2 separate regions of the Hordeum vulgare genome follow, and region 2 is linked to region 1. Evidence: chromatin contacts called from public Hi-C data. All regions are on one chromosome and are shown on one strand. Each heading gives the region's core, a stretch centred on a gene start, on an enhancer-like site or on the middle of the called end of the contact. The rest is flanking DNA. Distances are from core to core; before and after follow the strand shown.

The links. A called contact is a pair of places that touch in the nucleus more often than the background predicts.
Region 2: a Hi-C map of leaf shows a contact between it and region 1, with 4 times the contacts expected there. The contact joins the enhancer-like site here to the promoter of LOC123398016 in region 1. A contact is called at or near these places in 3 of 6 Hi-C or Micro-C datasets (leaf and seedling) and 1 of 1 datasets of contacts at active chromatin or transcription factors (embryo).

The regions. Positions count from the first base shown.
Region 1 is chr5H:433,553,166-433,559,044 of MorexV3_pseudomolecules_assembly, reverse strand. LOC123398016 (2Fe-2S ferredoxin-like) reads left to right here and starts at 3,746. Exons shown (of 7, transcript XM_045092526.1): 1 at 3,746-3,923; 2 at 4,783-4,844; 3 at 5,189-5,256. The coding sequence starts at 3,869. It overlaps TRNAA-CGC (a tRNA gene), which reads left to right and starts at 3,478; the gene lies at 3,478-3,550. LOC123397568 (dormancy-associated protein homolog 3-like) reads left to right here and starts at 453. Exons shown (of 4, transcript XM_045092101.1): 1 at 453-563; 2 at 715-1,009; 3 at 1,106-1,217; 4 at 1,351-1,854. The coding sequence starts at 733. The coding sequence ends at 1,378.
Region 2 is chr5H:434,190,149-434,196,027 of MorexV3_pseudomolecules_assembly, reverse strand. It overlaps LOC123397598 (putative disease resistance protein RGA1), which reads right to left. Exons shown (of 5, transcript XM_045092134.1): 2 at 1-457. Among protein-coding and RNA genes, the nearest start is that of LOC123397598, 7.3 kb to the right of the region's middle. Within about 2 kb of position 2,182, at least 3 of the 3 cell types and tissues checked have open chromatin away from gene starts, as enhancers often do. A contact at or near this core is called in leaf and seedling, where this site is marked.

The DNA.
Region 1 (5,879 bases), core at 2,497-4,996:
TTTAGATATCGGTATGAGTCGGCGATTGCCATGCTTATCATTTACTCATAGATTAGTCTAGTTGTAAAAGTGCTCATTTTCCAACGGGACACTGCCATTGTGCATGCCCTCGGCTTCTCATGATCCATTTTGCAGGCTGAGCCGACTCAGCACTCCGATATCAGCGGGAATCCGCATCCCAGACTGTTTTTATCCGATAATAACGACCCTATCCGGCTTGTTTGACTCATCATCCGCAATTACCGATGAAGATCCTGAAAACAACCCCATTTTATCCAGTTCCACCCTATCCGTTTCCTAATTCCTGATGGCTAAAAAACTGCGCCGGCTACGCTGGACCGCAGGAGCCGAGCCGAGCCGAGCCGATCGAGCCCGGAAACAGAAAGATGGGCAATCCAAAGTTGCGTATGCCCTCCAAATATCTCGCCTACGTCCCCTCCCCACCCTTCGGCCTCATCCATCTATAAAACTCCACCCGCTCCCTCCCTCCAACAAAGAAGGAAAGAAGGAAGGAGGATACACTGCGCCTGCGCCTGCGCCACACACACCCCTCGACACCAAAGGTAATAATCATCTCCATCCCCTCTCCTCTCTTCCTCCCTCTCGGCCAAGAACACGCGAGGCAAGAACAAATTTAGAGGAAGAGGAGATGATGATCGTGTATGTAAACTCAGCTCCTGATCTATCTAACCACGTAACTGCGACTGCGCGCAGGTTCCCGGATCCTGTTCCATGGGGCTTCTGGACCAGCTGTGGGACGACACGGTGGCCGGGCCGCGGCCGGACCACGGCCTCGGCAGGCTCCGCAAGTACGCCTCCTTCTCCCCGTCCTCCGCGGCGGCCGGCACGACCGCCGCGCCGTCGGCCGACCTTGCGGCGCCGGCCGTGACGCGGAGCATCACCATCCTCCGCCCGCCGGCCCTGTCCGTGACGTCCCCGCGCAGCGAGTCCGGCTCCGGCTCCGCGCCCTCGTCCCCGGCCAGCGTCCCCGACTCCCCCTTCGGCACAGGTACCTCCTTATGCACAATAACACCTTTGCCTCCTATTTTTATCTCGTACGACGTGGCCGGCGTGATGTGGCTGACATGCTTGCTTGTGGTTGCAGCAACGACACCCAGGGGAGAGGGCTGGAGCAAGCTGCGCCGCAAAGGCAGGATGGCCGCCGACGGGGCGGACGCCAGCCCCGGCACCCCCAGGAGCCCCACCGTCTACGACTGGTGCGTTGGCTTCAAACCGAATATCCCCTATTGTTTTTGAGCGCGTCGCATGATGAAACTAGCAGATCCAACCAACATGACACTGGTCTCTGGTAGCCACAAATCTGATTCTTCCCAACCGTGTGTCTGGCAGGGTGGTGATCAGTTCGCTGGACCGCTAACCGTGAAAAAAGAAGAAGCAGATCCACAAGACGGAGGAGAACTGCAGGAGCACAACGAGAGTAGCCGCAAACTACGTATGACCGGAAGATGGAACCCTGTCCCAGTAGTATATGCTATCAGTTATGTACTACTACTTCCGTTGTAAACTAAACATCATCCACTCCACGTGAGCTGGTGCTAGTTTTCGTAGCCAAGGATGTGTGCCACCGCGTAGATAGCTGAAGGAGAAGAGTTCGTAGTAGGCAACCGGCGACGTGCAACCACCTGAGGCGAATGAGACCGAGATGTGAAGCGTGTGTAAATCCTACCAGTGGTAGATGTAGATGAAGAGGGGATGCTGAGCTCTGGCCGTCAGGCTCTCCCCCTGCTGTTCTGTAGTCTGTACAAGGCCCGCGGGCAGCATGTGCTGATGCATGCAGTGTAAAATATGTCTGCAATAATGCATGGCTAAGTGAACCTCCACTCCTTTTGATTATTGTCAGTGTCAGGCATCCCGTTGGTTGGGCTAGTTGAAGAAATGGCACCAATAATTTGCTCGACTTGATTCGAGTGTGGTGTCAGGCCGATGTGAAGGTTATCTGATTCACTGTGCTCAGTCTTCTTTGTACGGTTAGGGTCAAAAGGATGGGCCTCTTGATGTTTGACAGATCGGCGGGTGTACTTGCTCGTGATACTGATGGCACGGCACAGCACGGCGCACCTCATATGATATGCCGACGAGAGCTAGGATATTTATCGATGGGTCGTTGAGGGCTTTGGTTAAGATTTTCAATGAAGATCATGACGGAGCTTGACGAGGGTAACGCATGGCTAAGGCCTAGTTTAGCAGCATGGTCTTTTTAAAACCGAAGTGAATCTCTAGTTTTTCTTTGAGAGAGAGAGAGAAAATAGTGAATATTCAGTGCTTAGGGCTGGTTCAGAAACGGCACCAATAATTTGCTTCGTCGGATTCCTGGTGTCAGTCAGACCCCCGGGACACTGTCTGAATTTTCCAGGGTCGCCGTCTTCCTTTGTACTACAGGGTCAAACGGATGGGGCTGTTGATGCTTGACTGGCCATCAATTTGTGTGGTGATCGATGTCGACGACATGGCACCACTCTTCGTCAGGACCGGGATATTTACCATCTTTCGTTGCTTAGCCGGCGTTCCGATTCCCTCCGCTCCACGACTCCGCGCCGGAACAGAGTGGAGTCCAGTTAAAAGTTTTAGAGCTGGTCCAAGCTCCGCGGAGCGGAGCATTGCCGAACAGTGCCTTAACCTGGATGAAAATTCAGGAGGAACTCCACGAGATTTGGGGAGCCATATCATATATATTTGGGGTCGCTGGCACGGCTCCGCGCGGCGTGCCATGATGACTTGCCGCACCGTCCCGTGGCAACGGTACCATTTCCGTCCACAACCAATGTTGCTGCGGCGGGGGTTGGGCTGATGTTGATGAGCTGATCTGCTGCGCTGTCCCTTGGAGGGAGCAGTGCACGGCCATCGTGTGCTGCGCGGATGGCTCAGCCGCGCGCCACGCCACGCTACCCATGGGCGTTTCTGGAACCTGTCTCCTGCCCGGAGGGTCACGCCGTGTCCGCCCGGGGTTGGCCACCCCACCCTCCGGGGCCCGGCAGCGCCTCGCCTTCCCACCGCTGCTCCCCTGCTGCCTGCATGTGAGGGAATCGGGCGACCTGTCCGCAGTGAGATTAACTTAGCCACAGATGGGAATGGACCAGCGCTGCTGATGGAGTGATGGTGCTTTGCTTTAGGACCAAGGCTCCATCGATCGAACCGTAACAGTTGATCACGCGACGCTGCCACGTACGGCGTTGGTATAGAAGCTTGGGGAGCAGCTGCTGGTCGGACGTTTCTCCCGTCCGCATGAGGGAAAGGGAAATGCTCCATGCAGGAAGTATCACTCTGCGAACTACTCCCTCCGTTTCTAAATATAAGTCTTTTTAAGATATTTCACTAGGAGTCTACATACATTTTCGTCTTACCACACGCTCTTTTTCCGCACAAGTTATCAGTTGTTGCTCATTTGAAGATGGAACCTAACCTTTCAGCTCTTGGTCGAAATGAATATTACGTTTCAGATCTCCCATATGGCATCTTGGGGACGTAGCTCATATGGTAGAGCGCTCGCTTCGCATGCGAGAGGCACGGGGTTCGATTCCCCGCGTCTCCATTTTTATTCCTTTTTCCGTGTGCTTTTTGTCATCATATTTCCCTGAAATCAGATCGCTGCCGTATTTTGAGGATCAGTTTCAGAAGATTCCAGCGTAGCGTGGCTTTATCGACAAGCTGGAGAAATGGCCCAACTAAAAAGATTCGCGACCGTCTCCATAGTTGGGCTACCCTCCCGGCCCAGTTGCTCGGCCCGCGCTCCCTACTTCCTCCCCAAGCGAAGCGGAACTCCTCTTCCTCCTCCGCTGATCCTCCCAAACCCGCGCCCCGAATCTGCTGCCGCCGCTGCGTCCGTGTCGGCTCTGTCCCGCCGGCGAGGATGTTGTCGAGGATCTCCCGCCTCGGCGCCCACGCCCTGAGCCGGGCGAGGCTAGGTGAGCTCTCCTCCCCACTCCACCGTCGCCCCTCGACTCCGCGATTTCATTCACCTCTGCTGCGGTGCTGTTTTATTTGGAGGATGTCTCGGTTAGGATTAGGGGGGCCGCGAGTGCGTGATTCTGATTACCGAGTTACTCAGAAGTACCCCGTTGGTTTCCCTGGTGGTCACCTGGGGCGGGGTGCCCTGTCAAATTTGTGCTCGGCTCAGCGTGCTACGGCCCCGGGTGTTAATTCCAGGCCATTCGGATGCAATGGCGTGCATAGGTTCGAGTTTGTGGATATGGGCAGGCTGATGATGAGTTGATCGACATCCGGGAGCAAATGTGAGGGTGCTTTGATGAAGCAGCAGAAGCAGCTGCATCGAGGGGATGCACCTGTTGGTTGTGGTCACGCAGAGCTAATCCTACATCTGGTGGTTGGCAAGGAGGCACTAGTCATGCTCACATTTCCATAGCTTAAACGTTGGAATAACAATGTAATGTTTGTTTTGTGTTTTTTTAAGGTGACCCATACTATTCATGCTATTCCTCTTTTATGTTTAGATCCACATTTTGGAAGAAATGTATGTTTAGTTATTCTTGATATGTGCCTCTAATGTCTGATAACTCCAGTGCACCGTACAATAGTAAGGTTGTGGTACACCCTGGTATCTAAGTTCATTGGGATTTTTTTCCGGAAGTTCTTCTGGCCAAGTCATCCCTTCATGACTTAAATACCCTTGATCCCTCTGATATTTTTGACTAGTGCCTTCAGTAAATTTTTAAGAGAATACATTCTTTAAACTGGCATGCTTGTCGGTTTGTTGTGATCATCTTCCATTTCTCTATGTCCACTGAATTATTCTGACATTATCAGGTCAAAAGTCAGTAAATTCAAGGAATCAGGAAGAACCAATTAGAGCTTGTATGAACTATGTGGTCAGCTCTCTCTCTCTCTCTCAAAAGTTGCATTGTTAACTTGTCTACCTTTACTGCCAACTTATACAAAGGAGTATCCATGGTTGCTGGAGTTGTCGATTTGCTAGGCCTTCAAGCATTTTTTTTGTTGCAGGGAAGTTCATCAAGCAATCCTAACTGTACTGTTAACCTGGAGAACTCTTAATCATTAAAAATGTTGACATTATATAGTTTACATACGATGTGCAGATGTACAGATCTCGTATCTGCTTAACTTTTTTAATTTATTTAAAATGAAAAATATGATGTAAAGAAACTGGAATAACTTAGTTCAAAGATGAAATAACAAATTGAACTCTTTTCAGGGTAATCATTCTCTATGTTCCGCCACAGAAGCTAAAGTTAGTGACAGGAGCGAACAGCCGAAAGCTAAGTAAGTCTTTTTACTGTTGATGCCTGACCAGTCAGCTGTTACTGACATACTGTTGGGCGTAACATAAATACTAAAATGTTTTCATGCATGGTCAATATTTTCAAATTAGCAGTACAGACTATTGTGTCACACTAACATTCATATTTACTGGTCTATCTCTGGGTCATTAAGGATTCAGAATAACTAAAGCTCATGGAAGCAACCCTATGGTCCCTGGATGAATTTCTTAGTTGTTTATAAAAGTTCTAATGGCTCATTGGCTCTGTGAGACTAACACAATAAACCTTACTTACCAATTGTGACAACTAACTAAATACAGCCAGTTCAACAGTGAATCAATGATACAGTTAGACTGTAACTGTTGGAGCGCTAGAATGGACTAGGATTACATGAATATAAGGACACCCGCCAAAATAGATGGACATAAGATGTCTAATTTGAAAATATTACCAATTTAAGCTATGCATGGAAATTATTAATTTGGAAAGGATTGGAGAGAGCACATTAGGTTGGTAAATTAATCCTTCATAGTGATGTACTGATGTTTGCCCTTGCTGCTAAACCATTTGATGGTTGGAACTGTTGGCTAATAATTTGGCAACAGACTTCTGTCATCATTTCAC
Region 2 (5,879 bases), core at 933-3,432, 640 kb before region 1:
TATCTGAATCAGGGCCAAACCCCTCTTCTCCTGAAGCTAGAAAAAGCAGTGACTTCCCTATTTCAAGCAAGTCAAATTTTTCCGAGACATCCAACCATGCACGGAAGTTGTACCCTTTGAACTGGCTATCATTGAAGACTTCACGTGCCAATTTTGTCTTGCCTATGCCTCCAACTCCAACGAGGGGAAGGATGATGGTGCCGCTGGCAGGTAGCGTAGCCATTATCCTTCTCTTATCCTCAATCCTTCCTACTATATGTTCTTCAACTTCTTGAGCCTCTGTCCTTGTTTCAGCTTCTGAATCGTTGTCTTCATCGATGGTCATCAAACTGGACACATCAGACGATTCCTGCTTGACTTGCTTGAAAAAATCATCCTGCTTCATCTTGCTAAGTTTTGCTATCATTTCTTTCATCTTCTTCGCCATGATAACATTCTCAGCTGCAGTCTCTGTCATCTGCTAGGTATCAATGTTCAAACGTAAGCATTTTTTAGCATATATGAACCTTCTAATCAATAGTATACTGCTGCTGCTGCTACTACTACTACTGGTTCATGTTTCCACGCAAATCTTTTATATACCGAAAAGCACAATACTGCAGAAAAATAGAGGGACTGCTATAAATGCTCAAAAAAGGAAACATCCAGCCATTGATCTTATAGTAATAATCAGGCACAACCAATGTATATTCATAATTAGACTTACATAGTAATTCTAGTTAGATCATCACAATTGTATCTAATATTGCCAAACGAATCACATCTATTTGTACAAGTCCCATGAGACATCCGCTCAATATTGCTCTCTTCCATCGAAAAGTAAATGAGATTACTGTAGAACAAGGTAAATGAGATCGAACCAACCCATCACCCCGTCGTCTTCTCCCATACCCCATTTCCTTCTCCATATGATCTCGCAAGTTTATTTCATAAGAGCATCACCCCAGACGCATGCTCAGCACCCATGGATTAAAGGCCATGCATGCGATCCTTAAGTGATTAGAAATCAGGCAAGTTGATCAGATCGGCAAGCTCGATCATGAAGGTGTTTTTTGTTCGTATTGGGGCCACAAGTGCACACAAGGTCGCACTAAGATTTCTGCAATTGGGTATGTTCACCAAATCAATTGCTAGGAAGTTGGTTACTCCGTGTACTAAGATTTCTGCAAATGAGTATGTCTTGCCAAATCAGCTGCCATGAAGTTGTATACTTGCCAAAAAGGCTGCAAAAATGTTGCCTAGCAGATTATTTCTTATTGAGAATTTGCGGTTAGAAAAATGAACTGATAGGTGTTAACAACACGCTCATCTCAGCTCGACGTGCTCCATCGCGATCAGCCTACTCGAAATCTTAAACAAACTTTCTAACTCAACAAGGCCAGCAAACTATCATAGTCTGTGATCACGCCATTCACATATCGTGTACCTGCAAACATATTATTTGAGCTATCCTGTTCCTATGCCAGATCAAGGTAATGGCAGTGCTTGTAGGCATTCAACGAACATGTATAGAGCAGGAAATCACAGCAAATAAAAGAAAGGTCCTTTTTTTTTTGCGTTGCCTCCCGGGAGATTCTGGGGCATAGGCACTGGGTTCGGTGGTTCCGCGGGTCACCAATGGGCGGGATGACGCGGGAAGGAAGGGGGCGTCCGCCGTTGGTGCCGGAAGCCGGAGGGGCCAGCACCGACGACGCAGAAGACGGCCAAAGGGGGGCGGTGCTGGATGATTCTCACGGAGGCAGTGCAGAGGCAAGGAGCGTGAACACGGAGGAACATGGCGGCCGGGAGAGGTGCATGGTGATGCGGCGGCGCCTCTCCGTGAGCTTGGTGCGGCTTGGGCGTGCTAGGGGCGGAGGCGGCGAGCCAGGCGCCGACGCATTAGGCTAGCAGTGGAGCAGTGGAGCAGCGGGAGGAGGAGCGCGCGGGGTGGCTTGGAGCTGCCGGAGTTGGCGCGCGATGGGGTATTGGGTAGGTAGGTGATGGATCTTGAGAGCGACGGCGTGGAGGTACTCCGGCGAGGTTCCAGCGCGGAGATCGGCGGCTGGGTAGGAACCGCGGCGGCGGATGTGGATGGGAGGCAGTGGCCGTGGCGGCGGCTGGGAAATGTTTGCCACCCGTGGGCGCGCGCGGGTGCGATGGCCCGTCCGCCCGTGACGGAAGCTTGGCACCCGTCTCGGTGCGCCCCTATGTCTCGCTTACAGCGAGATGCAGGGAAGCCTCGCGTTAAGGAGAGCGAGAGATGGCCCGGCCCAGAAGCGCGGGGGGCCACAGCCTAGGTTTTATTGAACGTTTTTTTCTCTCTTGACTTTAGATTATATACTTCTAAATATTCTAAATAAATATATTACAAAAAAGTACACAAAACATATGAATAAACGTTACCAAGAATTTGAAAATTGTTATACTAATATATATATATATATATATATATATGAAAAATGTATACAAAGAATATACAATGTGTGTGAAAAAAGTCAATCATAATCAAAGTATTTGAAAAACTTAATTAAGCATTATAAAATATTAAATATGTATAGAAAAAATATAAAACACGTATTAAAAAATATTAATCTTCTATTCAAAAAATATGAATCATGAATTTGCAAAAATTAAATGTGTATAGAAAAGGAGGAAAACTGGTGGAAAAGGCATACAAATTTTATTAAAAAAGGATAAAAAAAAGAAAACAAGGACCAAACTAGTTACGAGCACTGAACGATACTATTTCAAGTATATATACAATTTCAAAAAATTGTTCATACTATTATGTAATAATACGGTAAAGAGCAGTCAAACACGAAAATAAAATCATGCCTCTCAGAAAAGCAAAATCGTGCCTCTCAAAAAGAAAAAAGAAAACACATTTTTTTCGTTTTCGGGAGGCACCGATGTTCGTCTCGCGAAGGCAAAATTATGTCTTTCATGAAAAAAAAAATAGCAAACACGTTTTCCATGCAAGAAGAAATTAAAAAAATCGTCGAGAAACTAAAAAAGACCGATGAAAAACCGAAACACAAAACAATCTAAAAAGCCAAAAACAGGTGTAAAAAAAAAACGAAATCTGAAAGAAAAACGCTCAAAGCACGACACATGACGGTGGCTTAAAACGAGCCAAGTGATGACGCATGGGAGTTCTTGCTGGCAGGGTCTCGAAGGACTATTCGCTGACTAGTTGCTCTCAAAAATTTAAGTCAAGGAACGATTCCTTCTGTGGATCCGTCTCGCCCTCAGGGCCCTCAGCAACAAGGCATATGGGAAGGCCTGGTAACTTACGTGTTTTTCGTTCACCCAGGTCTAATCGATGCTGCGCACATTCCTTTTTTTTCTTCAGAATGTTTTGTTTTTCTCTGGTTTTCTATGCCAATTGTTTGGTTTACTCATGTTTCATTTTTTTCCTTATTTTTCATCAGTTTCCTTTGTTTCATTCTCTGCGTTCACTGACTTTAACTTTTCTTTCTGTTTCTACAATTCTTTTCTTCCTAGTTTCTTCTCAGGTTTTTTTAATTTTAATTTTTCCTTTTTCTTGTATGCACTAGATTTTCTCTTGTTTTGTTGTTTTCCTTTTTTCATTTTTTCTCTACAATTTTTTTGACACATCTCTACAGGATTTTTGGTTACATCAAGAATATTTTTTGACACATCTCTACAGCGAGATGCAGGGAAGCCTCGCGTCAAGGAGAGCGAGAGATGGCCCGGCCCAGAAGCGCGGGGGCCAAAGCCTAGGTTTTAATGAACGTTTTTTTCTCCCTTGACTTTAGATTATATACTTCTAAATATTATATATAAATATATTACAAAACAATACATAAAACATCTGAATAAACGTTAACCAGGAATTTGAAAATTGTTATACTCATATAGATATATGAAAAAATGTATACAAAGAATATACAATGTGTGCGAAAAAGTCAATCATAATCAAAGTATTTGAAAAAACTTAATTAAGCATTATAAAAATATTAATATGTGTATATAGAAAATATTAACCACATATTAAAAAAATATTAGTATTCTATTCAAAAAATATGAATCAAGAATTTGCAAAATATCAAATGTGTATAGAAAAGGAGGAAAACTGGTGAAAAAGGCATATATTTTTTATTAAAACAGATAAAAAAGAAAATAAGGACCAAACTAGTTACGTGCAGTGAACGAGACTACTTCAAGTATATCTACAATTTCAAAAAAACTGTTTATGCTATTATTATATAGTACAATAAAGAGCAGTCAAACGCGAAAACATCTTAGAAAAATAAATAGAAAATATGTTTTTTCGTTTTCGAGAGACACCGATGTTCGTCTCGCGAAGGAAAAGTCATGTCTTTCATGAAAAATAAAATAAAAAACATGTTTTTCAAGCCAAAATGAATGAAAAAATCGTCTAGGAACTACAAAAGGCCGGTGAAAAACCGAAACACAAAAAAAATAATCTAAAAAGCCAAAAACAGGTGCAAAAAAATAAAAAAATAAAATTCTGAGAAAACTTTCAGAGCACGACACGTGACGGTGGCTAAAAACGTGTCAAGTGATGGTGCGTGGGAGTTCTTGCTGGCAGACTTTCGAATGACTGCTCGCTAACTAGTTGCTCTCAAATTTAAGTCAAGGAACGATTCCTTCTATGGATCCGTCTCGCCCTCAGGGCCCTCGGCAACGAGGCATATGGGCCGGCCCGGTAACGTACGTGTTTTTCGTTCACCCAGGTCTAATCGATGTTGCGCACATTACTTCTTTTCCTTTTTTTTTCTTCAGAATGTTTTTGTTTTCTCTCTGGTTTTCTATGCCAGTTGTTTGTTTTACTCATGTTTCATTTTTATTTTTGTTTTTCCTTATTTTTCATCAGTTTCCTTTGTTTCATTCTCTGTGTTCACTGACTGTAACTTTTCTTTTCGTTTCTACAATTCTTTTCTTCCTAGTTTCTTCTCAGGTTTTTTTAGTTTTATTGTTTCATATTTCTTTTATGCACTAGATTTTCTCTGATTTTTTTGTTTTCTTTTTAATTTTTTCTCTACAATGTTATTGACACATCTCTACAGGTTTTTTGGTTACATCAAGAATATTTTTTAACTAGATTTTAACGTTTTTAAGTTAATAATTAAACATTTTTATATAAATATTTAAATTCTTATTTTCTTTGTACACATTATATATTTTTTATATCCGTCCAAAATAATTTTGATACAGGTTTAACATTTTTCATATATATGAATATATTTTCACGTATATGTTTTGATGTTTACTTTTATTTGCATATATCATATGATTTTTTATATATTTTATATATGGACCATGATAACTGACAACATTGTGGTTGTTAAAGCCTAACCATCCATCACACGTCCGCACCCACCCTCCGTCTCTCTAATAAATACATGCATTAGAATGATTCATGTCTTTTCATGCGCATTCTTTCTCTAACTAAATGCTGCGTATACAAAGGCACGAAAATGTTGATGTCATTCTAGATTCTTTCTATTTTAAAAATTCATAACTATTTTATAACTTTAACCGTCAGTCAGATTAAAAAAACATTTTCACCTAAAAGATTGGTCGCAATGATATATTCGAAATTAGATTCCATGTTGGTGCATTTTTGTAAAAAAATTATCAAAATTTACTGAGCTTTGGCTACACAAGTTATCACATTTGTGGTATGCAAATTGTCATGGTATTTCCACATAAGTTACCGGGCATAAAATGGTTCTCGCACCCTTCTCCAAATGCATATTTATGTCTGTATTAAAAGACAAAAATGTTGAAGTCATCCTAAATTCTTCTTATTTTATAATTAATATATATATATATAGCTCAAACCGTTTGCCGATGCAAAATCCATTTACATATCCCTCCTAGTCAAAGTTAATGTGTTTTTTGCACTTAAT